Regions from separate parts of the Mus musculus genome. Here regions 2, 3 and 4 are each linked to region 1. The links are chromatin contacts, called in public Hi-C, HiChIP or PLAC-seq and promoter capture Hi-C maps. All regions are on one chromosome and are shown on one strand. The core of a region is the stretch at or near the end of the contact, and the rest is flanking DNA. Distances in the headings are between cores, read along the strand shown.

Region 1 (3,537 bases), core at 608-3,107:
AACCTTGGAAGGTTGAAAGTGGAAAAAGACAGAAAGGAGAAGAAAGGGAGAGGAGAGGAGAGGAGAGGAGAGGAGAGGAGAGGAGAGGAGAGGAGAGGAGAGGAGAGGAGAGGAGAGGAGAGGAGAGGAGGAGAGGAGAGGAGTGGAGAGGAGAAGGGAAGGGAGGGGAGGGGAGGGGAGGGGAGGAGAGGAGAGGAGAGGAGAGGAGAAGGGAGGGGAGGGGAGGGGAGGGGAGGGGAGGAGAGAGGAGAGATTTGTGTTGTAAATTTTTACAGGAAAATAATATATTAGAAATATACTAATAGGATCTTTCATGAGACATCAAGAAGGGAAAGTTGTAAACAAAGAATGTTTTCCAATTCTTAAAATGTAGCATAGGGCTACCTACTACATGCAGTTCAGAGTTAGAACTGGGTGTGGTGGGGCAGGCCTATCACCTGACCTCAGGAGGTAAGGGTGGAGAATGAGAGAGGAGGAAGGAAGGTCACTCTCAATTCCATTGAGAAGTTGAAGTCAGTCTGAGCTACATGTGGGCAGGAGACTGCCACCAAAACAAAACCAAAGAAGCAGAAAAATAGAACTAGTGAATTTTGAAAAGTCACTAGTCCATGTGGCAGATTCTACACTTGCCAGGAATGTGATGCATTGCATTATTTTGCTGGGACCTTGGACATGGAGGTGGTGGTCGTTTGGGGTAGGGTCTATGGCAGCTAAGTCAACTTGACCTTGGAGACTTCCACCTCCAGCTGGTGTCAAGGGAGAACAAAAAATTAGGATGGAAATGCTGGCCTCTTTTTCTTATTTCTACCTCCTTACCAACAACATTGTTCAAAATACAGTCTCAACCCCATTTCTCTGGTAAGGCATCTTAGAACAGGGGTCGGGGGTGAGTGGGAGAGAACCTGTCAACATCTTAACTCCATTTTGTGATATTTGAGCCACTTCTCCATCCATATGCTCACAAACATTAAAGGGAGATTCCTGTATCAATTCTCCATTAGGTCACATCCCTTTTCCTTCAGGTGTTTTTCGCTACCTCCAACAAACTCTAAATGCACTGAGCACACATCATTTCAAATTTTCCCTATCCCTGTTATGTTATTTAAACTTTTCCTACATATCAATTAGTTGGAAATAATAAGTCTTTAGGCTATCCATTAATTGCTGCGCTGTAGACATGATCTGTATTTAAAATTATGCGAGGAAAATTAAGGTGAAGCACGAAGGAGGCTTGTCTAATGGAGAAGGCTTCCTAGCCCTTCAGAGCAGCAAAATGGGAGATACTGGGGCTGAGGTGGGGCTCCCCTCCTGGTTTCCTCTCATCTACTAGTGTGAGATCTGAAAACAGCCTGCCCCAGCTGTAGGCTCCTCTTCTTGCCTTTCAGTTTTTCATTTTGAATACTTACTGTATTTGGTCATGCTGCAGCAGAAGAAAATGATTGTCTGCCAAAGGCTCTTTTCTAGTGGAAATTTATTATAAATAGTTTAAAGGCAACGAGGCTTCATCATGAATTTCCCTCTTCTCCTCCCTCTCCCAAACACAACACATTTCTGGTCTGGAATCTTTCTGTAATCTTGGTTAAGTCTTGGGGAGGCTGGAAGGGGCTGAGCCATGGTAGAGCAGGGAGAGAAAAGAGATGTTACCAAGAGCCACCTCACCCACCAGTACTTTTATTTCAGTAAATGCTGCAGCTTTACTGGAAGATTCCTCGAGGGGAAAAAGTCAGGGAGCCCCTGCAGCTGGCACAGGGCCACTGGAGCTGTGACCATTTTATAAGAGTCTTTGCCTTTCTAATCACCAAGACTCCTGCTGTGCTGAGAAAAGTCCCACCCACTAGATCTATCTGATCTGGTCCCGCACCAGTGAGTGCCAGTGAGGATTGCAGAATGAGGATTAGAAAACCTGGGAAGTGAAAGGGAGAATGGGAAGAGTGTTTGGAAGAGGACCTTTTCCACAACTCACCCTGTCCTGGAAAGTTCAAGTTCAAACGTGTTGATTTTGCATTTGCATGCTCATCCGTTCGTTCGTTCTTGTTTTCTTTTTCTCTCAGGCTTCTTGTTTTGGCCTCCCCATGATTAATCATTTTGACTGTGGATCCTGAAAAGCCTGGCATAGTGGAGTCATTTTTGCCCTCTAGTGGGGAAATAATGTATTGAACTATTTCTCATGCTTTGTACTCCTGGCCAATACATGTTTAGATTCAGTCAGAGAAACAGGCTTTATCTTTCCTCTTCCCTACACTGTTTTTGAAAATCCTTAATAGGCATATGTTTTCATAGTTTCTCAAGTTGGAGTTGCTCTTTGGGTCCTTCCTATCCCGTCTTATTGGAAACGAGGTCTCACTATGTTGGCCAGGCTGATCTTAAACTCTGGATTTGAGAGATCTTTCCTGGTTCAGCATCTCTAGCCTTAGAGTCCTGAGCTACTTCCTGGGGGAGATGTTATCAAGTGTCTACTCACCTCACACAGGACATTGACACACTAGAGGAATGATTCTACCAAAGTCCTGCTTGGTGAGCCAATGAGTTCATGGAGGTTACTCTTTAGGACTGTGCGCAAAGGCCTTTTTTTTTTTTTTTTTTTTTTTTTTTTTTTTTTTTTTACAAGAATGTGCACAGCTCACCTGCTGCACATCACTGAAAACCCCGCACCAGCACGGGTGTCAAGGAAGTGCACTATGGACTAGTCCTTTCAAAACAGTTCATCTACTGTGTACTTTAGCTCTCACCTAAGACCACACAGCTGGTGACAGCAGGAGTTAACAGGTAGAGTTGCAGGCAAGGGTCTTATGGGAGACCTCTACAGCTTTCTCTGCTAGAGAGTATCAACAACTCCACTACCATTACTACAGACATAGCCACCCTGCATTGTTTGGCTTACTTTGTTGCCCTGGCGAGGCTGTACATTCTATACTTCTACTCAATTATGGCTCTTGGTCATATCGGGCAGGGGGAAACCACTCACTAAATAGTGTTTAACCCAGGTTATGACATGTAGACCCACTTATTCTAACTGTAACAAATTAGTGTTGAATGGACTGTTGGATCCCCATCATTGCCTGAATGAAATGTGTGTGTGTGTGTGTATGTGTGTATGTGTGTGTGTGTGTGTGTGTGTGTGTGTGTGTATGTGGTATGTGTGTTTGTTATGTTTGTTTTGTGTGTGTATATGTGTGGTATGTGTGTTTGGTGTATGTGTTTGGTATATGTGTGGTGTATATGGTGTGGTGTGTGTGTGGTGTGGTATAGTATGAGTTCTTGAGAAGTTTTCAAATACATGTTTTTCCTATTATCCTTAGAGGGACTTATTACTGGAGTATTTACATTCAAAATGTAGGTGACCTCCCTGGCTCTCAGCATCCCATCGGTTCTAGGAACTATTATCTTGTAGACTGACACAGTGAAACTTCTGACCACCAGACGATGGAAGTGATAAAAGCTCACTTCTATCATTCCTGGGCTCCCCAGGGCTGGATGGATGCGATTTTCTGTTTACTGTGTTTCTGATACCATTACAGTAGGTAGCCCTGGGGAGGC
Region 2 (3,537 bases), core at 686-3,185, 450 kb before region 1:
AAATAGTTTAGGGCTGGAGGGATGGCTTCATGGTTAAAAGTAAGCACTGCTCTTGCATAGGATCTTCAACACCTACAGCAGGCTGCCCATACCCACCTGTCAATCCAGCTCCAGGTATCTGGCGCCCTCTTCTGCTCTCAGAGGGCACATGCACTCACATGAACACACATATTCAGAGACATCATCCATACCCATGATTAAAAACAAAAACAAATCTTAGAAGAAAGAATAGCTTTGCTTGGTAAACACTGGTTCCACAGCAGTATATGCTGGGAAGTACTAGGGATAGGCTGTGTCTAGCCACATTTCCACCACTTTAAGATAGGCCACACAGATGCAGAGAATTCAGTAGGATACACTTTCTATACTAAGAGATAGATACATAAGAAAGCTTGAAGATACCGGAGAAGCTAGAGAAAGCACCCAAGGAGCTGAAGGGGTCTGCAACCCTATAGGTGGAACAACAATATGATCTAACCAGTACCCTCAGAGCTCGTGTCTCCAGCCTAGTCGGCCATCATTGGGAAGAGAGGCCCTTGGTATTGCAAACTTTATATGCCCCAGTACAGGGGAATGCCAGGGTCAAGAAGCAGGAGTGAATGGGTAGGGGAGCAGGGCGGGGGGGGGGGTATATAGGGAACTTTCGGGATAGCATTTGAAATTTGAAATATATATAAAGAAAATATCTAATTAAAAATGTGCTAAAAAAAAGAAAGCTTGAAGATACTAATGAATGAAAAAAATTAGAACAGACTATACTAGCCATTTCATGTAATTATTGGCAGTTTCACTGAGTAAGTTCGTTTCTATAAAACATATTGTTCTGGGAGAATATTTTTATAACTCTGAGTGAATCTCTTTTTTCCTTAACTGCTTGGTTTTGTTTTGGTAATAATGTGTGCAAATCCGTGGTTTGTGTGTAAATGTTTACTGTCTTGGGTCACTAATCCATGTAGTGGTATGCTAAACAGAAAAAAATGATGAGATTAATATCAATAACCCAGACTGTTTTTAAAACTCCCTTACTTTTACACTCGTAACACCTCCCTTCCTTCCCTTTCAGACTTCATCAACATACCTGAGGAGGCAAACCAGACACACTGCCATCCTGAGGACAGTGATTCTACCTCAGAGAAACCATCTCTGTTCATTTCTGCAGTTTTACATGCCCTCTTCCTTCCAATGCTAGGATCCCGGAACATGTAACACCATTCTGCCCTAGCTCTCTCATTTGATATTATTATACACATTCATTATCCTGCCCCAATCCTGAGTGTCTCCTCCCATCTCTGGCTCATATACAACTAGACCTTGGGGACTTGAAAGAGGGGCTGGAAACTCTAGGTCTTGAAATCACTCTTATAATCTCACCTACGAGTAAAGAGGTTCCCATGCAGCAAGAGCTGTGCTGCACAACCCAGAGTTGCCCTGGGCGTCCGTCAATCAACCTCTCACACTGAGAAAGGCAACTGATCGAGCCAAAGGAGTGGGAAGCTAAGAGGTTGGTTAGTAGGAGTCTGCAGAGTGTCGGCAAGGCACGATCAGGAACAGCCCTTACCTGTGTGTGCCCTTTGCGGTGCTCACCGACCGCTTGCCTGAACATTTTTCTCGGAACACAAGAAAACTAACAGTGTGTCAGTGTGGTAGAATCTTCTAGATGAAGAGCTACATACGCATACTGGGTGCCTATCCTGCAGGACTAGGGCCCTCTGGGGTCCATTTGTTGTTTGTGTTTCAGGTGAAACCAGTGACCTGGCAGATGGAGCTGTTCAAGGTCTTAACTTGTAAATGTCAGGGTTATGGCTCTTACCAAATCTATTGTGTTCATGGCCGCTTATTTGCCAGAACTTTCCAAACCACAGGAGTCTTTCTTTAACTATCACATGCTTGGATGACAAGGAGCCAGCTCCGTGGGCAGGGAAGGCCAGATAACATTATCAATGCTGTTATTTTAAAGGCTGTTCTGAGGAAGGACCTGGGTGTTTTTACAAGAGTCTGGCAGACATTAGCACTTGCATTTCTGAGTCGTTTCAGAGTTTGTGCCAAATGACGTAATGCCCAAATGCCTGGCACAACCTTTATTATAGGAGGCAGAAGTCAAGTGAATGGGAAGACAGGAAACATGGTTGAAGGAAGATTGGCACAAAAATCTAAATCACTGGATAAAGAACCATTTCTTTTCAGACCTTCTTCCTTCACATTCCCTATTTTCTACCACAGTGATGATCAAAACATTGTCTGAGTTCAAAGGATGTGGCAATGTCAGAATGTCAAGCCCTAGAGCCTGATATGGTAGCACACGTTTATAGCTCTCACTTCCTTGGGGTACTGAGAACAGATGTAACAACAGGTGTTGAGTCAGGTGTAACAACAGGTGTTGAGTCAGGTGTAACAACAGGTGTTCAGTCAGGTGTAACAACAGGTGTTGAGACAGGCAACAGGTGTTGACTCCGGTGCAACAACTTCTAAGCAGAACATTGAGGCCAGACCAGGACAACTTAGCATGGACATGTCTCAAAACACACAGACACAGAGAGACACACAGACACACAGACACAGAGACACACAGACACACAGACACACACACAATCTGAGGATATAGAGGGGGCAGAGGAAGGACAAGGATTCAAACTTACCTTCCTTGAAGTCCTGGTGCTCCCAAACCTGTAGGGTCCTCTGTTATGGTTTAGAATTTGAATATCTCCATGGTAACACTAATGAGTACTGATGGAACTTTAAGAGGTGGGTCTTGACGGGATGCCTTTGGGTCGCTGGGGTGTGCCAGCTCTAACAGGTGCTCCTTATCACTGCCATTTTAGGCCCAAACTTTAGGGTTCACCTGACCTGGCACTGGACCCTCGAAAATTGGAACTAAAGTGAATTGTGTCCTCCCTGCTTCCTCTTCCTGCCTCCCTTCCTTCATCACTCTAGTGGTGTGACAGACAGAACCCAGAGCTGTAAGCTAATGTCTACCACACTGTTCCATTACTGCTTGCCAACCTAGCAAGTTTTGAGATGGGATCATGCTCATAGCACAGGTTGGCCTAGTACTTGCTATATAGCCTTAGTCTCCCGAGAGTGTGAATTAGAGAGTGGGCAGTTTACCAGTTATCAGTTCATTATATGGACATTTTATAATGTTGGAACACTGACTAATATCACACATTATAAACAATTCTTTAAACAGCTACCAAAAGAGCTGTCTCCAAAACATAAATCAGAGCATGTCAGTCTACGTTGAAAATAATCTTGCACACAGCAATGAGGATGAAGTAGAAGCTCTCGACCTAGTTCCACACCATTGTTCTCATACTTGAGTGTGCAGTGGCGTTCTATGAGGGCTTTGTTAAAATCTAAGTGGTCCATCCCCACAGCCTCTTTTAAGGAGGCATGCTGAGTGGGCTCAAAGCTTTGTTGGTTCTGAGGATGCTGAGTGGGCTCAAAGCTGTGATGGTACTGAGGATGCTAATCTGGAACCCTCATTTGGCAACCTCTGCTCTACAGAATGAAACTGCCCAGTACCTTTCTAACTGCTCT
Region 3 (3,537 bases), core at 411-2,910, 420 kb before region 1:
TTTGCATGTCTCTGCAGCTTCTCCCATCAAAAGAGGGAGACTATTTCTCTCCATGGCATTACACATGTGCTCAGGCATATGCCCTGTGCTTAGATACACACCTTCTGTTTGGAACACTGCAGGCTGTGGGAAACGATAGCCTCACTCACTCAATCATCACAACTATGGCCCCCAAATCTGTGAACAAGGCCACCTCTTGTCATCTGTTCCTCGATGAACTGGGTCTGAACAGCCAAATCACCTGACCAATAAACCAAGTTATGAGAGAAAAGAAAACCAGGACTGTTTTATAAGTCCATACAACTTCAGAGTAATTTGTAATGCAGGAAACGAGAAATAATATATCTTCACAAACAAGGAAGGAAAAATGAGAAAGAGATTTCTGCAGCCTCTAGAGGTTGAAGGCCTGTGGGGCAGTGGACTGTGCCACCAGACAGAAGAACTGGTAAGGTAGTAGCAAGTTCAGAACCCCAATAACTCTTAGAAGTGAGAAGAACAGGAGTTTGAACTAGTTCCCGACCAGGTTCCTGTCCTGGAGGACATGACCTCTCTACCCCACTAAGAGGACCATGACAACCGGTCAGATAGCATAAAAACTTGATGAAAAAAAAAAAAACTTTATAAAAGGTTTTGCTGGGTATGTTGGCACACGCCTTTAATCCCAGCACTTGGGAGGCAGAGGCAGGCGGATTTCTGAGTTCGAGGCCAGCCTGGTCTAAAGAGTGAGTTCCAGGACAGCCAGGGCTACACAGAGAAACCCTGTCTCAGAAAAAAAAAAAGAAAAAAAAGGTTTTATTTTTGAGTTTTCCATGCTAATGAGGTATCTAGATAGGCCCCAAGTGTTTAGCCAATGAGCTTCCCTTCATCAAGGACAGTCATGGGAGGAGGCCATGGGAGGAGGCCTTTGTCATTCAGAGCCTCACCCAAGTCTCGCCCCTCTTCCAACTGATCCTTACTCCTAGCCTAGCCTGCCTTAGGTCCCTGGAGTTTGAGAACTACAGCCTCCATCCCACCTCAGTGCCCACTGTTTCTCACCTGGAAAAACTCCGAGAGCTGGGACCCCATCTCAGACTGCATTTCACCTTCCCTAAGCTGTAAAGCAGAAATGACCAACAACAAAAGCCCATTCTCAGTACGTTGCACAGAATGATATTGTTAAGGAATACAAACGAGATCCAAGCTGGCTATGGTAAAACATCCCTGTAATTCCAGTACTTGTATTCAGGAGACTCAGCCAGGAGGATGAGAAGTCAAAGGCCATTCTTGCATATAGAGAGAGCATAAGGCTAGATTGGACTGCATAAAACCCTACTGCAAGACAAAATAAAGAAGATCCAGGAAAGGAGAAAGGATCTCCAGGGACTGAAGAGGATGGGCAGTTAGAAACTAGCAAATGATCCTGGGTAGAAATTTGAGAACATAAAATAATAGGATTAATCATCTATCAGTGAATTTTTTTCAAGGAAGCATATAAAACTATAACATCGCCTTCTGGATGACACTAATTACTATGAGCAAACACATGTACTCTTTAGTATGAGCAGCCTGACAAGAAAAAGATCGTGGCTTATTTGTCTGTGACCCTCCCCCCTTCTCTATTCTCTAAACCCAGTCCCTAGCAGTAATAGGCACTTAGCAGACAACCAGAGACTATCTACAAAAGGAGTACATAATCGAATGAGCAATGACACGGAGGCCATTATTCCTCAGGGAAACAAAGCTACATGTCTATGTTTTAGTCTCGATTCCGTTTGATGTCAGGGTTTGCTTTTTCCCAAATTATTCTTATTAATGGATTCTCTTCCCTTCCAAGCAATGAGTATGGCCATGTGATTCTGAAAGTGACTAAGGCTCTGAGTGAGGGCATCTGGCTTCTATAACAGTATTGTGTAGCAGGGACTGTCTAACAGCCATTTACAACATCCAGCTGCATTTTATGTTTAATTTGAGTGTCTGGTCCTGTTGGTAAATCACTTGCTATATCAATAACACAATCATGAAAAAAGATGTTCAAAGTGCAGTGTTAAAGCTTCAATGCTACTTTTTTCTTATTAAAGAAAGAGCACGCTAGTATGTATATGTGTGTTGTGTGTTGTGTAGTGTGTGTGTGTGTGTGTGTGTGTGTGTGGTGTATGAGGATTAAGAGTACATGTATGGCATTGTGTATGTGTGTTGGTCAGAACACAACTCTGTGGAGTCGATTCTATCCTTTCACCTTTATACAGGTTTATGAAATCAAACTCAGGTCTTTAAGCTTGCATAATCAGATAGCAATGTCTTTACCCACAGAGCTCTCTGCCAGCTCACTTTTTTCTAATTAAACCAAGTCAGAAGGAAAAGACATGCATTTGCTATATACAATTTTCTAGGAAGCCTAGCTTTTAAGTCATCCTCAATTCAATTAAGAAAAGCATTCACATCTACATTTCACACTACTTAGACAATCAGTCTAAACATAAGAGCCTATACTTTCTGAGGAAAATGTAGACAATAAAATATGTGATAAACATAAGAGTAAAACATGTTAGTGTTCAGTTTTACTTGAACATCTATTTAGCATCATGGTTCAACTGAATTACTTAGAAGTTCTCCTAGACCATACCATCCTATCCTTTATAACTAATGAGCCATGGGCTATTGTGAATATGGTAATATAACCAGCCTAACAGATATGGCTCAAAGCTTAAAGAACCACTAATCCAAAATGTTATTTTACATGTATAGAATGTGGTAATTTTCAGATTCATGGCAATGCTTGTTAAGGGTTAAAACCGACTTCAAATAGTAAGTTGTGCAGTGTTCTCTCTCCTCTAACCTGAAGAAAGCTGCCTTGTGACTAAGTTGCATTTGAGAGAGGAAACTTAGGCCTAAAGCAATTCCCAAATTTAAACAAGATATCCTTGTCCTGGAGTCAGCATATGAGTGTTATGACACTTTACTTTTGCTACAAAATTTAACAGTTCTTTTAAAAAGCAAAGTTCCTGAGAAAGTCTGAGACATGATTTAATATGGGAAATTAATTCTGGGGAAACTTTCAAAACAGCATCTATTATGTAATATGTGGTATGCCTCTTTAAAAAACTTTTTTTTCTTCCCATGGGATAGCTGTCTCTTTACCCCAGCTCAAAGTCCTTTGCTGAACCACAGGAAAGTGTGCCCTCGGCCTTTTATGATGAGGAACATATGCTAGTCCACCTTCTGTGGAGACTGAAGATACATTTATGGCTGACTCTACTGCAGAGTGATCATCTCGGACCTGGGCTTCCTCCACTTTATTATTGTTTTCATAGAGGGAAATGTCATTATGGAAATAGGAACAAAGACAAGAACTACTGAAAGCATGCCAGGGGCTCAGAATCCAAAGGACGGGCCACAGCAAAGGTGTGGAGCCCAACACTGGAAACCCAAGCAAGGCAGCGAGGCTTCTCTGTCAGTGTTGCTCTGGGTAATTCTAGAGAGAATATCCTGCTGGTGCTAATGCCAGCCAAGAAGGGATGGGGACCCACTGACACTGGACAGAGATTCTGGCTTTCCTCC
Region 4 (3,537 bases), core at 682-3,181, 360 kb before region 1:
TTCATTTCCAAATAACCTGATTAACAATCAGCAAAACCAAAACATACCATTTAACATAGAAATGCTGGAACATCATTGGAAATGCAATTGAAATATGCATTTTCGGTGACTTCCAATCACAATACTCTGAAACCAATGCTGTCCAACAGACACGGGGAAGACCACAAACGCATCAAATGCATGTCACATGTGCAATATTAAGCTTTCCAACGTCATCATTACAAACACACAAAGAAGACAGAATGCTACTCAGGGTTAAAACAAAGAACTGTTGACCAACAAGTAGGACGGAGGTAAGGGAGTGTTGAAAAAGAAGCTAACCACAAAAGGGTGTACGTTACATCATTCCGTATGCATGACATACTTGAAGTGATTATCCAGATGGAGCACAAATCAGTGATTCTTCTTGAGAAAGAGCAGAGAAAAGGACGTGGCCCTTGATCTTAGGAGATAACAGCACAGGAAGCCTATACAATGGAGATCCTCGGAATTTGTCTGTGGTGGCGGCCTGTGGATCTGCATAGGCAATTAAGCTATATTGAACACACACGGAACCCTATGAAATCTGATAAGCTCCATCAGTTATATCAATTCACAATGGCACTGCGGTTCTGTGTGGTTTTTGCCAATGGGGAAAACTAGAAAATACAAGGAAGACAAGCTAAGAGCTGAGGCAAAAGCTCCATGGTGGAGCACTTCCTTTGTCAAGGCCAAAGTCACCCTGCCCTGTATGCACCCCCTGCCCAAGGATAGATAGGTGCTTCCGAAAAGGCTGGAGACTGTTGTTTATGGGAGATAGCAAAGCCACGGGGTTTCCTTCCCCGAAACAAGGTACATAGGCAGGAAGTAGGTCAGGATAGATGCTTACCCCTGATTGGCCTGATTGGAAATACAGTGACCATGTAGGCTTACATTTTTAAGCCTCTGCAAAATGTGTCGCCATTTTCTGGGAACCTAGGAATTGATCTGGCCAGAGTCCATCATCCTCACCAGTATTTAATTAAAGCTTGCTTTCAATTTTGGCTCAAAAAACGGTCCAATTGGTCTTTCTCTCACAATTTTCAGGTTTAACAACTTACCATGACAAAGCCTGAGGTTCAGCCTTCAGCAGTACAAAACAACAAAGGTTAAATAAAGTAGGTTTAATTTCTAGAAAATATTTTATTTAACCCACTAATTTCCAAATACTTTCATATAATTAATCCACATGTAACTGGTGCAAAAATGAAGTTTGTTGTTTTTGTTGGATTCCAAGGCTTTGGGATCTACTGTGGACTTTACATGACCATCTCTCAATTCAAACTAACCTCCTTTAGAGTACTCAAATGGTCACATGTGACTTGGCTTCCAGGACTGAGCAACAGCGCACCCACTCCTCAAATCCCTTCAGTGGTACATGATCTTCACTGTGACACATCTTTCTTTTTGGAAGTCTCTGGCAGACACGCTTCATAAATGAAAGCCTTAAATATTGGATAGTCACCAGAAACTATGATACTGCCTACAAAGAATAGCACTGGTAGTATCAACTTCAGTCTGTCCTGGATGGTAGTTTCAATGCTGCATTTGTTTTGTTTTGTTTTGTTTTGTTTTGTTTGGAAACTAATTTCTAGTCTCTCTAGAAACAACACACAAGTCTAGTTGCAGGAACTATGGTGTGTTAGCTGTGCTCAAGGACTAAGGCCTCTGGGCCTCTGGGCCTCTGGGCCTCTGGGAGTCACTCTGTCAGGCCTTCTGCCTTGCTCTCCCATTTCCCTCTGGTGACTGGAGGCAGGATCTCTCACACAAGAGAACCTTGTGTGCTTGCTCTGTCAGCCTTGGAACTGACACCATCACGAGGGAAGAAGAAACAAGTGATGGAGTATATGATAGAAGCTCTGAAAAATATATAGAATTAGGCCAAACCTCCTGGGAGCTGAGAAGCAAAACAGGAAGCAACTGGGTCTGAGCTGAAGCTGCAGGGCTCAGAAGAGCAGACTACTCACCATCCCCCATCCTTGCAAGCAAAAATAAAGAGAGAAAACACTGTTGCAAACCAGAGCCTGGGGGCGTAGGAAGAGAATGGATTTGGGAGTGAGAATGGGCTATCGTTGAGAATGCAAGTCAATTAGCCTCGCCTGGACCTAGTTTCCTCATTTGCAAAGCAGTAAAATTATCTACCAAATTCACCCTTTTAAAGTGAAATGGGATCATACACAAGGCAGGCCTATCACAGGCCTGTGGCTGTTCAGTTACAGTCCTCCACGTCTCCTTTACTTCTGCTGTCAAATCACTGGGAGAATAGAGAAACAATCTGGGCAAATTAAACAAAGACTAGGAACATGGGAAATGCAAGGGCTGATGGCTCCAGAAAAAAAAAATGCCAGAGAGAAGGGGGGAAAAAAAAACCTGTTTCCTCTCAATGTGTTATAATTCCCCTCTGCCAGGCTGCTGGGAAAGCGGATTTCATAATCAATCTAAGTTTACAGATGCTTCAGGGAGGTGTAGAGAGGACGCATGTGAGACACAGGAGAACTGTGATCTCCAGTAAATCTAGAAACATAGAAAAACACAAACTCAGGACCTCAGGGAGCTCTACCTACATAATCTACACAAGCACAAAAACAACAACAAAAAACCCCACGACAAACAAACAAGCAAACCAAAGGGACAGCTTACCAGAGCTTTGGAGGGCCTAAAGCTCTCCCCGAGTATTTAAATTTGGATTGGTATCTATATGGTTTATTTTGCTTTGCTTTGCTTTGCTTTTTTGCCACACACAACTGGTCAACCATCTGTTCCATGAGACTATATATCAGGAGCAGGCCCACAGGGTCCTGATGATAATTTGTTTTCGACTGATGCACTTGACTACTGTAAACTCTTCAAAGCCAAGAACAGAGATACTAGTACCAGACCACCAAAACAGGTACCATACTGAAAATGGCGCCCAAATGCATAGGAAGACAGCAGCTAGCTCTCGGTTCTCTTTCCTATCCACAACGATTGGTGTTAGTAGGAACTTAAGCAGCTGGTTTATGAATGGTTCCAACATAGGCTGGTCACCTGGAATGGCACTTCACATGATATGAGCCAGCTTCTGGGAGAGCGTGAGAAGAGTTCCATGCTCTTTGCAGACAGAGCTGCTGCTACTGGCATCAGGCAAGCAGCCTGAGATGCTACAAGTAATACACGAAGCAAGATAAGGTCACTATAGGAAACCACAGCAACCAAAGTCAAATGAAATGGAGAAGTACTTAGATGTTCTCGCCCTCCAGGGACGTTCAGGGCACACCAGAGCCTGGATTCTGAAGCATAGACTGTTTTAATGATAAAGATCATTAATCAAATAGAATAACTATTATTGTGCACGCACATGATAAAATTCATTCTTTCTAGTGTAGTTCTGCAGTTTTTGTGAAACGCATAAACTCATACAACGCCAATCATTTCACAAAACAATCCCCCTGCTGTCCTAACAACCCCACACTGCTCCTTTGTGTCACCCTCACTATCTAATTCCTACACAACCATTTACCTGCTTTCTCTTCCTAGACG

Evidence for each region. A called contact is a pair of places that touch in the nucleus more often than the background predicts. HiChIP or PLAC-seq counts read pairs in DNA pulled down with a chosen protein or histone mark. Capture Hi-C pulls out chosen DNA fragments and counts their contacts.
Region 2: a promoter capture Hi-C map of adipose tissue shows a contact between it and region 1. The contact joins two enhancer-like sites. A contact is called at or near these places in 1 of 15 datasets of contacts at CTCF or cohesin (the NIH/3T3 cell line), 1 of 484 Hi-C or Micro-C datasets (nephron progenitors), 2 of 115 datasets of contacts at active chromatin or transcription factors (embryonic basal ganglia and fibro-adipogenic progenitors) and 1 of 9 other capture datasets (adipose tissue).
Region 3: an H3K27ac HiChIP or PLAC-seq map of embryonic stem cells shows a contact between it and region 1, with 5 times the contacts expected there. The contact joins two enhancer-like sites. A contact is called at or near these places in 1 of 15 datasets of contacts at CTCF or cohesin (the NIH/3T3 cell line), 1 of 484 Hi-C or Micro-C datasets (the N1E-115 cell line) and 1 of 115 datasets of contacts at active chromatin or transcription factors (embryonic stem cells).
Region 4: a Hi-C map of the N1E-115 cell line shows a contact between it and region 1, with 4 times the contacts expected there. The contact joins two enhancer-like sites. A contact is called at or near these places in 1 of 15 datasets of contacts at CTCF or cohesin (the NIH/3T3 cell line), 2 of 484 Hi-C or Micro-C datasets (the N1E-115 cell line and frontal cortex) and 2 of 115 datasets of contacts at active chromatin or transcription factors (embryonic stem cells and fibro-adipogenic progenitors).

Annotation. Positions count from the first base shown.
Region 1 is chr2:135,438,246-135,441,782 of GRCm38.p6, reverse strand. All of the region lies in intron 31 of Plcb1 (phospholipase C, beta 1), which reads right to left. Among named protein-coding and RNA genes, the nearest start is that of Gm31993, 100 kb to the left of the region's middle. Within about 2 kb of position 1,857, at least 73 of the 459 cell types and tissues checked have an H3K27ac peak or open chromatin away from gene starts, as enhancers often do. A contact at or near this core is called in the N1E-115 cell line, adipose tissue and embryonic stem cells, where this site is marked.
Region 2 is chr2:135,886,864-135,890,400 of GRCm38.p6, reverse strand. The region is part of intron 4 of Plcb4 (phospholipase C, beta 4); the gene reads right to left. Among named protein-coding and RNA genes, the nearest start is that of Gm14210, 76 kb to the right of the region's middle. Within about 2 kb of position 1,935, at least 19 of the 459 cell types and tissues checked have an H3K27ac peak or open chromatin away from gene starts, as enhancers often do. A contact at or near this core is called in adipose tissue, where this site is marked.
Region 3 is chr2:135,854,399-135,857,935 of GRCm38.p6, reverse strand. All of the region lies in intron 3 of Plcb4 (phospholipase C, beta 4), which reads right to left. Among named protein-coding and RNA genes, the nearest start is that of Gm14210, 43 kb to the right of the region's middle. Within about 2 kb of position 1,660, at least 23 of the 459 cell types and tissues checked have an H3K27ac peak or open chromatin away from gene starts, as enhancers often do. A contact at or near this core is called in the N1E-115 cell line and embryonic stem cells, where this site is marked.
Region 4 is chr2:135,796,540-135,800,076 of GRCm38.p6, reverse strand. The region is part of intron 2 of Plcb4 (phospholipase C, beta 4); the gene reads right to left. Among named protein-coding and RNA genes, the nearest start is that of Gm14210, 15 kb to the left of the region's middle. Within about 2 kb of position 1,931, at least 73 of the 459 cell types and tissues checked have an H3K27ac peak or open chromatin away from gene starts, as enhancers often do. A contact at or near this core is called in the N1E-115 cell line, where this site is marked.